Regions from separate parts of the Macaca mulatta genome. Here region 2 is linked to region 1. Evidence: chromatin contacts called from public Hi-C data. All regions are on one chromosome and are shown on one strand. Each heading gives the region's core, a stretch centred on a gene start, on an enhancer-like site or on the middle of the called end of the contact. The rest is flanking DNA. Distances are from core to core; before and after follow the strand shown.

What was found. A called contact is a pair of places that touch in the nucleus more often than the background predicts.
Region 2: a Hi-C map of fetal cortex germinal zone shows a contact between it and region 1, with 3 times the contacts expected there. The contact joins the promoter of AKAP8 here to the enhancer-like site in region 1. A contact is called at or near these places in 6 of 14 Hi-C or Micro-C datasets (CD4 T cells, blood, fetal cortex germinal zone and 2 more).

The regions. Positions count from the first base shown.
Region 1 is chr19:15,846,834-15,852,866 of T2T-MMU8v2.0, reverse strand. BRD4 (bromodomain containing 4) reads left to right here. Exons shown (of 20, transcript XM_077978092.1): 4 at 1,043-1,178; 5 at 2,938-3,227; 6 at 3,818-4,180; 7 at 5,036-5,164. The region is part of intron 2 of LOC144336816 (a long non-coding RNA gene); the gene reads right to left. LOC144336807 (a long non-coding RNA gene) reads left to right here and starts at 5,743. Exons shown (of 2, transcript XR_013409125.1): 1 at 5,743-6,033. Within about 2 kb of position 2,441, at least 7 of the 40 cell types and tissues checked have an H3K27ac peak or open chromatin away from gene starts, as enhancers often do. A contact at or near this core is called in fetal cortex germinal zone, where this site is marked.
Region 2 is chr19:15,961,043-15,966,473 of T2T-MMU8v2.0, reverse strand. AKAP8 (A-kinase anchoring protein 8) reads left to right here and starts at 1,734. Exons shown (of 13, transcript XM_077978119.1): 1 at 1,734-1,806; 2 at 4,185-4,252. It overlaps AKAP8L (A-kinase anchoring protein 8 like), which reads left to right. Exons shown (of 14, transcript NM_001260986.2): 13 at 919-1,014; 14 at 1,102-1,466. The coding sequence ends at 1,395. The region is part of intron 2 of LOC144336816 (a long non-coding RNA gene); the gene reads right to left.

The sequences.
Region 1 (6,033 bases), core at 1,192-3,691:
AGGAGAATAGTGGCGACTCATGACAAAGTCCATTTGGGTGATGTAAATTGTTAGGAAAGAGCCTGCTAAAATGTAGTTGTGCAGAGGTGTGCCCAAACAGACCTCCACGTGAGAGAGGGTGTGATGGGGCCGGCGCAGAGCTCAGTTGCTCTGTGGGTGATGGTCTGCTGGAACTGTGGACATGACTGTCGATAACTCTTGGCCATAGATGAAGTGTCCCCCCGATCCTACATGTAGACCTGAAGGTCACTTCCTAACCCCGTAGCCAAACCTTTCGGCTCGGCTGTGCCATGAAGCCAGATCATTTGTTTACAGTTCAGACCACAGATGTGATTAAAATCAACCCTTTCAAATAGAACGACTCTGGAGGGAGACACTATACAGAACTCAGCTTTTGACCTCTGCTGGTGTAGTGGGTAAAAATGCCCAGAAGAGATGGGTAGGTGAGTTTCTTGAAGTTTACTGTGTTTTTTAAAGTCTCAGCTCTCACCACTTAGGTTTGAGCAAAATGTGCAGACCAGGCTCTCAGTTTAGAACTGAGTGGGAACAGCATGTTATAGATGAGGTGACAAGAGTGGGACCCCTAAACTAGTGTGAGATGTGCAGTGCCCAGAGTCCTGGTAAGCTGCCATGGGGGTACATTGGGGAGCATTGCTGGGGCCCTGCTAATGTATCATGGCAAGAAATCCTGTGTCATTCAAGTATTTCTGGTGAAACTGAATTGTGTCAAAGGAGGGCCCCTTTCAGTGATTGGCTGAGCTTGGCAGATGCTTAAGGCATTAGGATGGCTTCTCAGACAGGCCAGAGCTTAAAAGATGAGGGAGGTGTAGGTAGACAAGTGTAGGCTCAGCACACCTGTGGGAACACAAGCCTCTGTGATACCTGGTAGTGTAGCCATTGTGGCTCCTTTGGGTGCAGATCGGGGAAGGACCCGGAATACGACGCTTCATGCTTTGGGGGCAGGGGGTGGCATGGGGTGCCCTGTCTACAAAGGTGGGGAGGGGAGGGCCATCTGACTCTACCCCTGTGTCTCCTTATCCAGCCTGGAGATGACATAGTCTTAATGGCAGAAGCTCTGGAAAAGCTCTTCTTGCAAAAAATAAATGAACTACCCACAGAAGAAACCGAGATCATGATAGTCCAGGCAAAAGGAAGAGGACGTGGGAGGAAAGAAGCAGGTAGAGTACTGAAATAGCAAGTAAATTGGCTTTCTCCCCGACCTTTGTCCCTTTTCCAAGTTCGGTGGGGGGCTGGGAGTGGCAGGAAGATGGTGACATTATATACTGCATGCCGTGTTTGGACATGTGAGATTGGGTTTGGTGTTGGATCCATCCCACAGGGTCATGTGGCCCTGTGGCCTCTTCTAAGCAGAAATAATTGGGCCCTGCCTTTTCTGAGGGTAGGTGATGGATTTACGATAAAAAGAAAGTGTAACATTTCAAAGCACTTTGACATTTTTTGAACACTTGACCCTACCAGTATCATAGGTGGTTTTTACTTTTCCATTTTAAGGACATTAACATGACCAGAAATCATTTTAACTAACTCTCAGTTCTAAACCTTGAGGTTGGGAATTGGAATTACCTTAATGCACTGGTGTCAGAGCTATCCCTGCTTCTGATGCTCAGTCATCTGAAATGAAAGCCCTCCGCATCCATTTCTGCCTGTCACCACCCCCAACTGACACAGGGTTCCAGGGGCCAGCTGGCAGAGCTGCGCACTCCAGGAAATGATTCTGTCTAGGAAACCAGCAGCTACTGTCCACATCTTGTCCTTTGCAACTCCATGCTGCAGAAGGGTGACATTTGCAAGGTGGTCCCTGAGTGTGAGTTGTTTGCTTCTCTGAGCAGCAGCCTTTCACCTGGCTTCCCATGCTGTTCTGAAGTGGTGGCAGAAAGGGGGTTGCTGCATCCCCTGCTGCACCCAAAGGTAAATAAGGAGAACTAGTCTCACATGTCACCCTGTGGCTCTTGTACATATCAGATCACATCCCTGATCCTCATGTAAGTCACATCCCTTATCCTTACATGAGGATATTGGTCCTCACTCCCTGGGACCAGGGGTTTGGGCTGCACACTGGGCAGACAGACTTGGTGGCACCTCCTGTTCCAGTCTGGAAGAAGTCCAGCAGTTGTGCCGGGGGAATGAGAAATGGGAAACTCAGCGGAATTTCACCCTTGCTCCTTGAGATGCACAGAGAACATGGGTGTTGCTTGAGCTGGTAGATGAGGGCACTGGGTGTCTTTGTCCATTTTCATGGCAGCCAGCATGCACACGAAGGATGTGGTGGCCCAGGTTATGCTCCCAGGCATTCGCACCCTGGGCCATCCGCTCTTGTTAGAGCTCTGACCATAATCCCTCACTTTTTGCAGCTGGTTGGGTGAGCCACGTGACCATTGTGTGTTTGGACTCCCTGCACAGCTGCTGGGAGGCAGCGCCGGAGGCAGTCATGAATGGCAACAGTCCAGCTGCCCCCTGTGGCTTGAGGAGGTGGGGGTCTGCCAGTTTCCAGAAACCTTGGCGAGGGCAGCTACTGCCGGCTCCCTGCCAGAAGCTCTTACTCAGAAGGCAGTGCTTCTGGGAACAAGGGCAGCTGTGCCTGGAAGCTCTGAGTGTTTTCCCGCTCTCTGTCCCCTGTCAGCGTGTGCTTCCTGCTCCTTGAGCCTAGGCCTCCAGGCTTCATGAAGGGGTCTTTGTGCCTGAGTTGGGAGTTGCAGCCAGGACGCCCTAGGAAATGAGAAGTGCGGTTTTCTGCTGTTCTCTGAGCCCCAGGGACAGGTGGACGGGTTTGGCAGAGTGGAGTCTGGGATGTTCATCTCTCAGGCAAATGCAGCACGCAGATGTGCGCTCACTGTGTGTGCTGTGTGTCCCCACAAGGTCAACCAGCGTGTGGACGTTAGCATGGCCTGTAACTCCCTGTCTTCTTATGATTCGTAGGGACAGCAAAACCTGGCGTTTCCACGGTACCAAACACAACTCAAGCATCAACTCCTCCGCAGACCCAGACCCCTCAGCCGAATCCTCCTCCTGTGCAGGCCACGCCTCACCCCTTCCCTGCCGTCACCCCAGACCTCATCGTCCAGACCCCTGTCATGACAGTGGTGCCTCCCCAGCCACTGCAGACACCCCCGCCGGTGCCCCCCCAGCCACAACCCCCACCCGCTCCAGCTCCCCAGCCTGTACAGAGCCACCCACCTATCATCGCAGCCACCCCACAGCCTGTGAAGGTGAGTGTCCTGGACTCTGGAGGGCTGCTGTCACCAGGGAGGAGAGCAACCCTGTCCTTGCCCATGCTTTACACAAAGCCTGTCCTGGGTCCTGGGCACTGGTGGGTGTTTCTGGGGAGATCTTGCTGTGTTGAAATTGCAGCCCAGAAGCAGCTGCCCTGCTGACTCAAAAGATCCCATAATTGTGTCACACCTCCTAGTGGGTTCCTGCCCCCCTGCCCCTCTCTAATTTAGACTGTACATATTTGCAGATGTGCCATCTAAATAGTCTCTGAATTGTGCCTCCCCTGGGCACTTGGGAAGAGGCCCTAGTGTTAGGTAGTAAGCAGCCTCCAGAGGTCCCTTGGCTTCCAAGTGAGCACACAGTTTTATGCTTTCTCCTGCCACAGGCAGGTCCTGTCCCAGCTGCAGAGCAGAGTGGTGGGACACCGTCTGCCTGTCCTTGGCCCTTTGCCTGTGCAGTTATCTTTGGGTCCATCCTGCGTGAATGTCGGGCCCCTAGACAGGGCATGGCTTTGGGGGTGACCCTGAGGGCAGCTGTGCTGGCTGCCACTTCTGACTGTGCCTGTTGGCGTCCGTGTTCTTGGCAGACAAAGAAAGGAGTGAAGAGGAAAGCAGACACCACCACCCCCACCACCATCGACCCCATTCACGAGCCACCCTCACTGCCCCCGGAGCCCAAGACCACCAAGCTGGGCCAGCGGCGGGAGAGCAGCCGGCCTGTGAAACCTCCAAAGAAGGACGTGCCCGACTCTCAGCAGCACCCAGCGCCAGAGAAGAGCAGCAAGGTCTCAGAGCAGCTCAAGTGCTGCAGCGGCATCCTCAAGGAGATGTTTGCCAAGAAGCACGCCGCCTATGCCTGGCCCTTCTACAAGCCTGTGGACGTGGAGGCGCTGGGCCTGCACGACTACTGTGACATCATCAAGCACCCCATGGACATGAGCACAATCAAGGTGAGCGAGATGTGCCTGAGTGGAGGGACAAGGTGGGCAGGCTGTCCCTCCACATCAGAGCCTTCCTAGCCTTTCCAGTCCAAGAGGAGGCCTAGGCCTGGAACGGTGGCTGCGTGGGCTTTTCCTGTCAACTCGAAGAAACTGAGCGCCCCCTGCTGGCCACTGTGGGACGTGCTCTGAGACCCTGTGCTTGGCCATTGTGGCTGTGGATGGCTGTGCTACCCCTTCCCCTAGTCTGAGGAAAAGCAAGACAAGCCCTCTGGCCTTGGTTGCCCGGGGCCCCGGGTACCTTGCCCACACAGTAGATGCTCCATGAGAGTTTGGGACTTGGCGGCCTTGCCAGCCTCTTTGTGGTGGGGAAGGCCTTGCTATCTCCTCTGTGTGGGAGGCACGCTGTAAGTGCCGACATTTTCACCATAGTGTTTTGAGACCTTTTTGGTTTTAAAACTTAACTACGTGTGTCTTCTTCTGGGAGTGGAGTCCCAAACATGGGGCAGGCAGAGCAAAGAACAGTGCTGTGTCCGTTTGACGAGCTCCTGTACTGTGTCATCATGATGAGCTGGGCCCAGCCCTCTCCATCAGTTCTCCCCCTCAGTTCTGGCTCAGGCTCCACCTCCTGTGGGTTCTGAGTCTACCTGCCTGTGAGCCAGGCAGATGAGCTGGGATGCTGGCAGGGCCAGTCCCAGCCCTGAGGCTGAGAACTGGGATGATGGCCTGTCCCCCACTAGAGTCTTGACAAAACTGAGAGCCAAGAAACCAACTTGCTCCTCTAGGCAGCTCTTTCGTCTGCTGCCAGTTACTTCTCCATGGTCACTTGGGCAGACACAGCTAACAGGGACCTGTCTTGTTTTCCAGTCTAAACTGGAGGCCCGTGAGTACCGTGATGCTCAGGAGTTTGGTGCTGACGTCCGATTGATGTTCTCCAACTGCTATAAGTACAACCCTCCTGACCACGAGGTGGTGGCCATGGCCCGCAAGCTCCAGGTGAGGCTTGGGAGGGCACAGCCACCCTCAGCAGAGCGAGCTGAGGTCCTCGTGGGATCACATCTCTGTGGGCCTTGGCAGTTTTTTTTCTGTCACTTTCCTTGGGATAATGCCATGTTGCTTTAAAAAAGTGCCTAAACTCAGCCTAGTGTACATATTTTAAGTTGAGATTATTCAGTTAAAGCAGAGTGGGTGTTCCACTGCAGGCCCCCTCCCCCATCATCCGCCAGCACTCATTTGCTTTTGGCTGGAAGAGCAGGTGTGTGTTGTGCATGGCCCAGTCTCTCCTACAAAACACACCTGTCTCAAGTGGTTCGGGGGTGGGGGGCACTCTTGCCAAGTAGGCGCTGTCACAGTTGTGAGCTGAGGACATCTGCACTGTGGACATCTTTCCACCAGAGCCTTAAGAGCCTTCTAGCTGCAGAGTGGTTGTTTTTCCACATGGCCACAATTCTGATGGGGGGTCCTGGGCCACTTCCTTCAAGTTGAGAGCCTGGGTGGTGTACAATGTGAAATACACGTGTGGACGGGGAGGGGAGATGACAGCATAGATGTGTAAACTATTGTTTTTTTAAAAAAGGAAAAATATGTAAGTTTAAAAAAACGGCTTTCTTTGGTTAATAAGATTGGGTTAAAAATTTTGGAGAATAAAGTCAATATTTAGTACTATCATCTTTTTTTGTGTGTGTGGGTGGGGGGGCCGTCTTAATTATTGGAAACAGACAGGGTCTCCTTCTGTCACCCAGGCTGGAGTGTAGTGGCACAATCATAGCTCACGGCAGCCTCTGCCTTCTAGGCTCAAGCGATCCTCGCACCTCAGCCTCCCGAGTAGCTGGGACTACAGACTTGCACCACCGTGCCCAACTAAT
Region 2 (5,431 bases), core at 485-2,984, 110 kb before region 1:
TACGGTTTTTATAATGATCAAAGTGAGATTTGCCTGTACTCCCACCATGAGGAAATGGCCCCGCATACTGACGGAAATCCTTCCAGACAAAATGGCTCTGGCATGCTTTGCAGACAGTACTATATTATACACCTTTCTTTTGCCATTGGAGAGATGAGCCCGATTTGAAGGGCTGCATGACGTTCTTTTGAATGTACAATTTATTTAACCTTTTCTGCACTGAGGAACGTTTAGGTGTTTTCCCATTTTTCACCACTACAATCAGTGTGCACGTATGTTTCCAATTCTTAAATTTAGGATAGGTTCTGGGAAGGGATTAATGAAACAGATTTTTACTTTTCATACATTCTGTCAAACTGCTTTCCAAAAAATATGGAAACAGTTGATCCTCCCAGCAGCATAGAAGTGTCTCTTCAACCTTGCATGACTGGGAATAATTCTTCATTCTTGGAATTCTGTGGGTTAAAAAGACATGTTTGATTAAATATCTGTTCCTGCTTTTATACCCTCCCCGTTGGTCCCAAAGTGCTCCTTGCCTATTAGCCTAGTTGGCACCTTGTTATGGGTTGCACCTTTGGCTCTTAGTTTCTTAATTTGTTCACTGCTTATAGCTTTTTTGTAAGCAAATCAGATTTCTGTAATACAGCCGTAAAGATATATAGAGATCTATAGATCTGTATTTTTAATTACCTACAGTAAGTGTGGTGTGGAAGGAGAAGGAATTTGAACAAAGATCAGATAGGTTGTGGTTCCATGCTTGTAGAGTGGCCCTCCGTTGGTGGGGCTGCGCTCCGGGTGGAAGCGGGTGGAAGCGTGGGTGGAGGGGCAGGGGGGCGTCCCTCTAAACTGGCAGGGTCGGGGCGGGAACTTGTAGGGCACTCAGAGCAGCCTCTCCAGCCCCTTCTGCCCTGCCCGCAGCTCATGATGGAGCAGTCCAAGAAGTCCTCGCTCATGGTGGCCCGCAGTATTCTCAACAACAAGCTCATCAGCAAGAAGCTGGAGCGCTACCTGAAGGTGAGGCGCTGGTCCTGGCCTGGGCTTGTCCCCACCTCAGTCCCTGCCTGTGCTCCCTCACTTCAGTGTCCGCGCCCCTCCCCACAGGGCGAGAACCCTTTCACCGACAGCCCCGAGGAGGAGGCTGAGGGCGGTGCCCTGGACGAGGGGGCACAGGGCGAAGCGGCAGGGGTCTCGGAGGGTGCAGAGGGCGCGCCGGTGCAGCCTCCCGTGCCCCCAGAGCCAGCCCCCGGCGCCGTGTCGCCGCCACCGCCGCCGCCCCCAGAGGAGGAGGAGGAGGGCGCCGTGCCCTTGCTGGGAGGGGCGCTGCAACGCCAGATCCGCGGCATCCCGGGCCTCGACGTTGAGGACGACGAGGAGGGCGGCGGGGGCGTCCCGTGACCCGAGCTCGGGGCGGGCGGGGCCCGCGTGGCCGAAGCTGGAAGCCAAACCTAATAAAGTTTTCCCATCCCACCTCCCGGTTTCTCTGTTACGGTGCCGCGCGGGCCGGGCGGGGCGCGGGCCGAGAGGCGGGGCGCGCATTCGCGCGGGCCGGGCCCTCGGGCACCGCTGCGGGACCACAACTCCCGACAGGCTGCGGAGGTGGAGCTTCGCAGCCCGAAAGGCTAGCTGGGACGGTGAGGGCGGACCCTCGTGAATGCCAGCCAATGGGAGCGCGCGGAAGTAGTGACGTGTGCGCCTAGTCTTCCAGTAGTCGACGGCGGAGGTGCGTTGAACGCATGCGTGCTGTGGTCTCCTAGTAAAAGGGGCTGCTGGTGGGCCGCGTTGAAGACATGGACCAGGGCTACGGAGGTTTGTGTAGGCTGCTGGGTGCAGAGTAGGTAGCGAAGGCTGAGTGCGAGCCACGCAGCCGCTGCGCAGACGGCCGCGGGCCGGGCCTTCGTCCGGAGTGTGGTTGCCGCAGCCGGGCCCTGCAGAGAGGCGGCCAGAGCGCGCGCGCGCGCCGCTCATTGGGCTTTGGCGCCGTCGCTCCCGGGGCGCTGCGTGCGGATTGGCCGCCAGGGCCCGAAGAGGCGGGCGGGACTCGGGGTTGGGGCAGACGCCGCGGTGGGCTTCATGGGGGGCGCCTTGGGCTGTGCGGGCCGTTTCTGTCCCTCACCTTCGGCGGGGCCCTTCCGGCCCCCGGCGACCCCGGGGTTTGCACTCCCGGCTTCCTCTTCCGAAGACGCCACAAAATGGCGGCGCTAGGGGGCGGAGCTACAGCGTGGGGTCCTGAGGTCGGGCTCCGGGCGCTGGGTCTGGGGCCACGGGTGGACCGCTGGGGCCGCCTCTCCTGACCTGCCCTAGGCCTTCGGGGCCGGGTGGGGCCTCTGCTGGGCTCCCAAGGCCCAGGGCGCCTGTCCCGGAAGCCGTCGGGCTGCGCGGGGTCGGGCCTTTAATCCCCGGTGCTGCGTATTGAGGCCGAGTGCGGCCGGCGCGGGAGTCAGCCTCGCTGGGCTCCAGCTCTGTAGCCGGCGCGTGCTGGCGTGGGACAGGATGGTGAGGGGCAGATGCTGAGTGTTTGTATAAAGCTGGAAACCTGATTGTGCCCTGGGGCTGGTGACAGATTGGCCATTCTCATGTAGGCAGTGCGTTGCGGTGGCTTGGAGGGGCCAAGGGGTTGTGCAAGAGGGAACGTGTCCTTTCCCCGCTTGGCTTTAGCGCTTGGCCTGCAGTAGGGCCGATTTTCTCGAGCTTCCTGCTCCCCGCCTCTGGAATCAGAGCCTTCTGGGAGCCAAGTTTGCCCACAGGGGATAGTTGGGACACGCTGGGTGGAGCTCGACTGGGTGTAGAGAAGCTAGTGGTCTGATCCTGGCTGCAGGAGCTCAAGAAGTTGTCGATCTTGAGAAGTGGCAGGGCAAAATTATCCTATCACCAGAAATTGCAGAGACAGGAGAGCGGTCGGTCCTGAGGCGGCAGCGTGCGCGGTGTGCTTTGGTGTCTTCCGGGTCCTAGCGAAGGCTCTCCTGGTCTGCCACAGCCTGGGTAGATTTCACCATTCTCTCCTTTCCTTCCCATCAGATCTTTTCTGCCGGTATTGTCTTTTTCAGTCGTAGTTTGGAGAGGTTTTTTAAATCCCCTTTTCCTACCTCCCGAAAACCTTTCAGACACAGTGGAGATAGTTCAGCTTCCCCGATTTCTTGTGTTTCGGGGAGCGTTTTAAGGTTAATAATGCGTGCTGCTTACACTAGAGCTTCACAGGGAAGCGGCCTCTCGAGGTTGGTTACTTGCTGTTAGAATCTGCAGTCTGCCTTTCTGTTGCACGGATGCAAATTTAGAAGGCTTTGCGGTATGACGGAGGGGAAGGCATAGCATAGCAGAGGGCAAAACTCAGCGGTTATGACTGGGTCAAGTCTCGTAACCCATGAGCCTAGCTCCCTTGTCTCTGAATGGCCTTCGGGACAACAGGGTTTGCTGGGTGCTTGCAGTGTATCGGCACACACTAGGCACTTAGCGGCGGGGCTTTTTCTGGTGAGGGAGACATGGGTATGTTCCTGCCTCATCAAAGTGAAGTCATTTAACAGGCATGGTGGCCACCCGCGCGCAGCTGAGTGCTGGGCCCCAGGGACACAGAAATGAAGAGAACACAGTTCCCATCCTCCTTCCTGGAGGGACCAGACAGATCCCATAGTGGGTGGGGGGTGTTGGGAGGGTCGAAGAGTGCAGTCTGATGCCTTAGGGCCAGGCCAAGGCCCTGGGACTTAAAGGTCCAGGGGATCCGTGGAGGGCTTAAAAGTGATAGGAAGTGCGGCTTAGAGAGATGCAGTTTATGTCACCAAATTCCCATGCTCGTTCTCAGTTACAGGGTACTTGTGATAGTAGTCGGAACTGGTTTCCTGGCTGTGTGGTGGGTGGGGGAATGTGTCCTCATGCTGAATGGATTGTCTTGTGTTAGCCTCAGTTGTGGATGGACTCTTGGAGGGGTGAGGTACTTGGCCAAGGTCCCTCTGCAGGCGGAGCTGACCTCCAAGCCCACTTCCCACCCTTCTTTTTCTGCTTTGATCTCAGCCAAGTGGAATGCGATGATGCCGTTAGCCAGCTGTGGGGTGGCTTTTTTGTGTGTTGGGGGGGGTATTCCTTCTTGTAAGGCTGACACTGAACTGTAAGGAGATCCATTTAGGAGTACCCCTAAAAGGACCCGTTCTCTGGTGTGACAAATAGAATCTTAACTCACGGGGTGCTTCTTGCAGGCTATGGGGCATGGAGTGCTGGACCTGCCAACACCCAGGGTAAGTGGGCTCTGCTTTGCGGGTGAGGCGTGGGCTTCCCCTACATTCAAGGCCCTAACATGGCAGAGCTGAACCTGATGGTCACCAGGGTCAAGGGAGGTGGTAGCGGGGGTCAACAAACTTTGTGTAAAGGATCAGATGGTGAATATCTTTGTGGCTTTATGAGCTCCACAGTCTCTGTAGCAGGAAAGCAGTCATAAATGTGTGAAAGAGTGGATGGGACAATGCCAATAGTTACTTATAGACAATATAATTCGAAGATCATAATTTTTGTGTGTTATTAAATCCTCTATTTTGGCAAAATATTTTTATTCTGAGTAAATAGCTAAGGGTATATCCAAGGTGTTTTTTCTCTATAATTAACAGATTTTTAGCACAGCTTTAGATTTAGTAGTAGAGTTTCATAGGCCCACATATCTCTACTCAGGTGTAGTGTCTCTCATTAGTACGATTTTTTTTTTCTTTTGAGACGGAGTCTTGCTCTGTTGCCCAGGCTAGAGTGCAGGAGTGTGATCTCGGCTCACTGCAGCCTCAGTCTCCTGAGTAGCTGGGATTACAGGCACCCACCACCGCGCCCAGCTAATTTTTGTATTTTTAGTAGAGACAGGGTTTCACGATGTTGACCAAGCTGATCTCTTTGAACTCCTGACCTCGTGATCAGCCCTCCTTGGCCTCCCAAAGTGCTGGGATTACAGGTGTGAGCCACCACACCCAGCCTCATTAGTAAGATCTTTCATTAGCTGGGTGAGGCAGCTCATGTCTGTAATCCCAGCAGTTTGGGAGGCTGAGGCAAGAGGCTCACTTGAGCCTGGGAGTTCGAGACCCAAGCTCAAGTGATCCTTTTATCCTAGTAATAAAAAATTAGTAGGGCGTGGCAGTGCGTGCCTGTAATCCCAGCTGCTCAGAAGGCTGAGGTAGAAAGATTGCTTGAGCCCAGGAGGTCAAGGCTGCAGTGAGCTGTGAGCCACTGCACTCCAGCCTGGGTGACAGAGCAAGACCCTGTCTCCAAAAAAAAAAAAAAAAAATCTTGCATTAGTGTGATGCATTTGCTACAATTAATTAGCCAGTGTTTCAGTGTTTATGTGATATTATTCACTATAGCTCATAGTTTTTCTTAATTTGCATAGTCTCTGAGTTTTGACCCAATGTGTCAGTGATATATTTCATGTCAAAATTTGTCATTGAATATACCTTAGAAGCTTTACCCC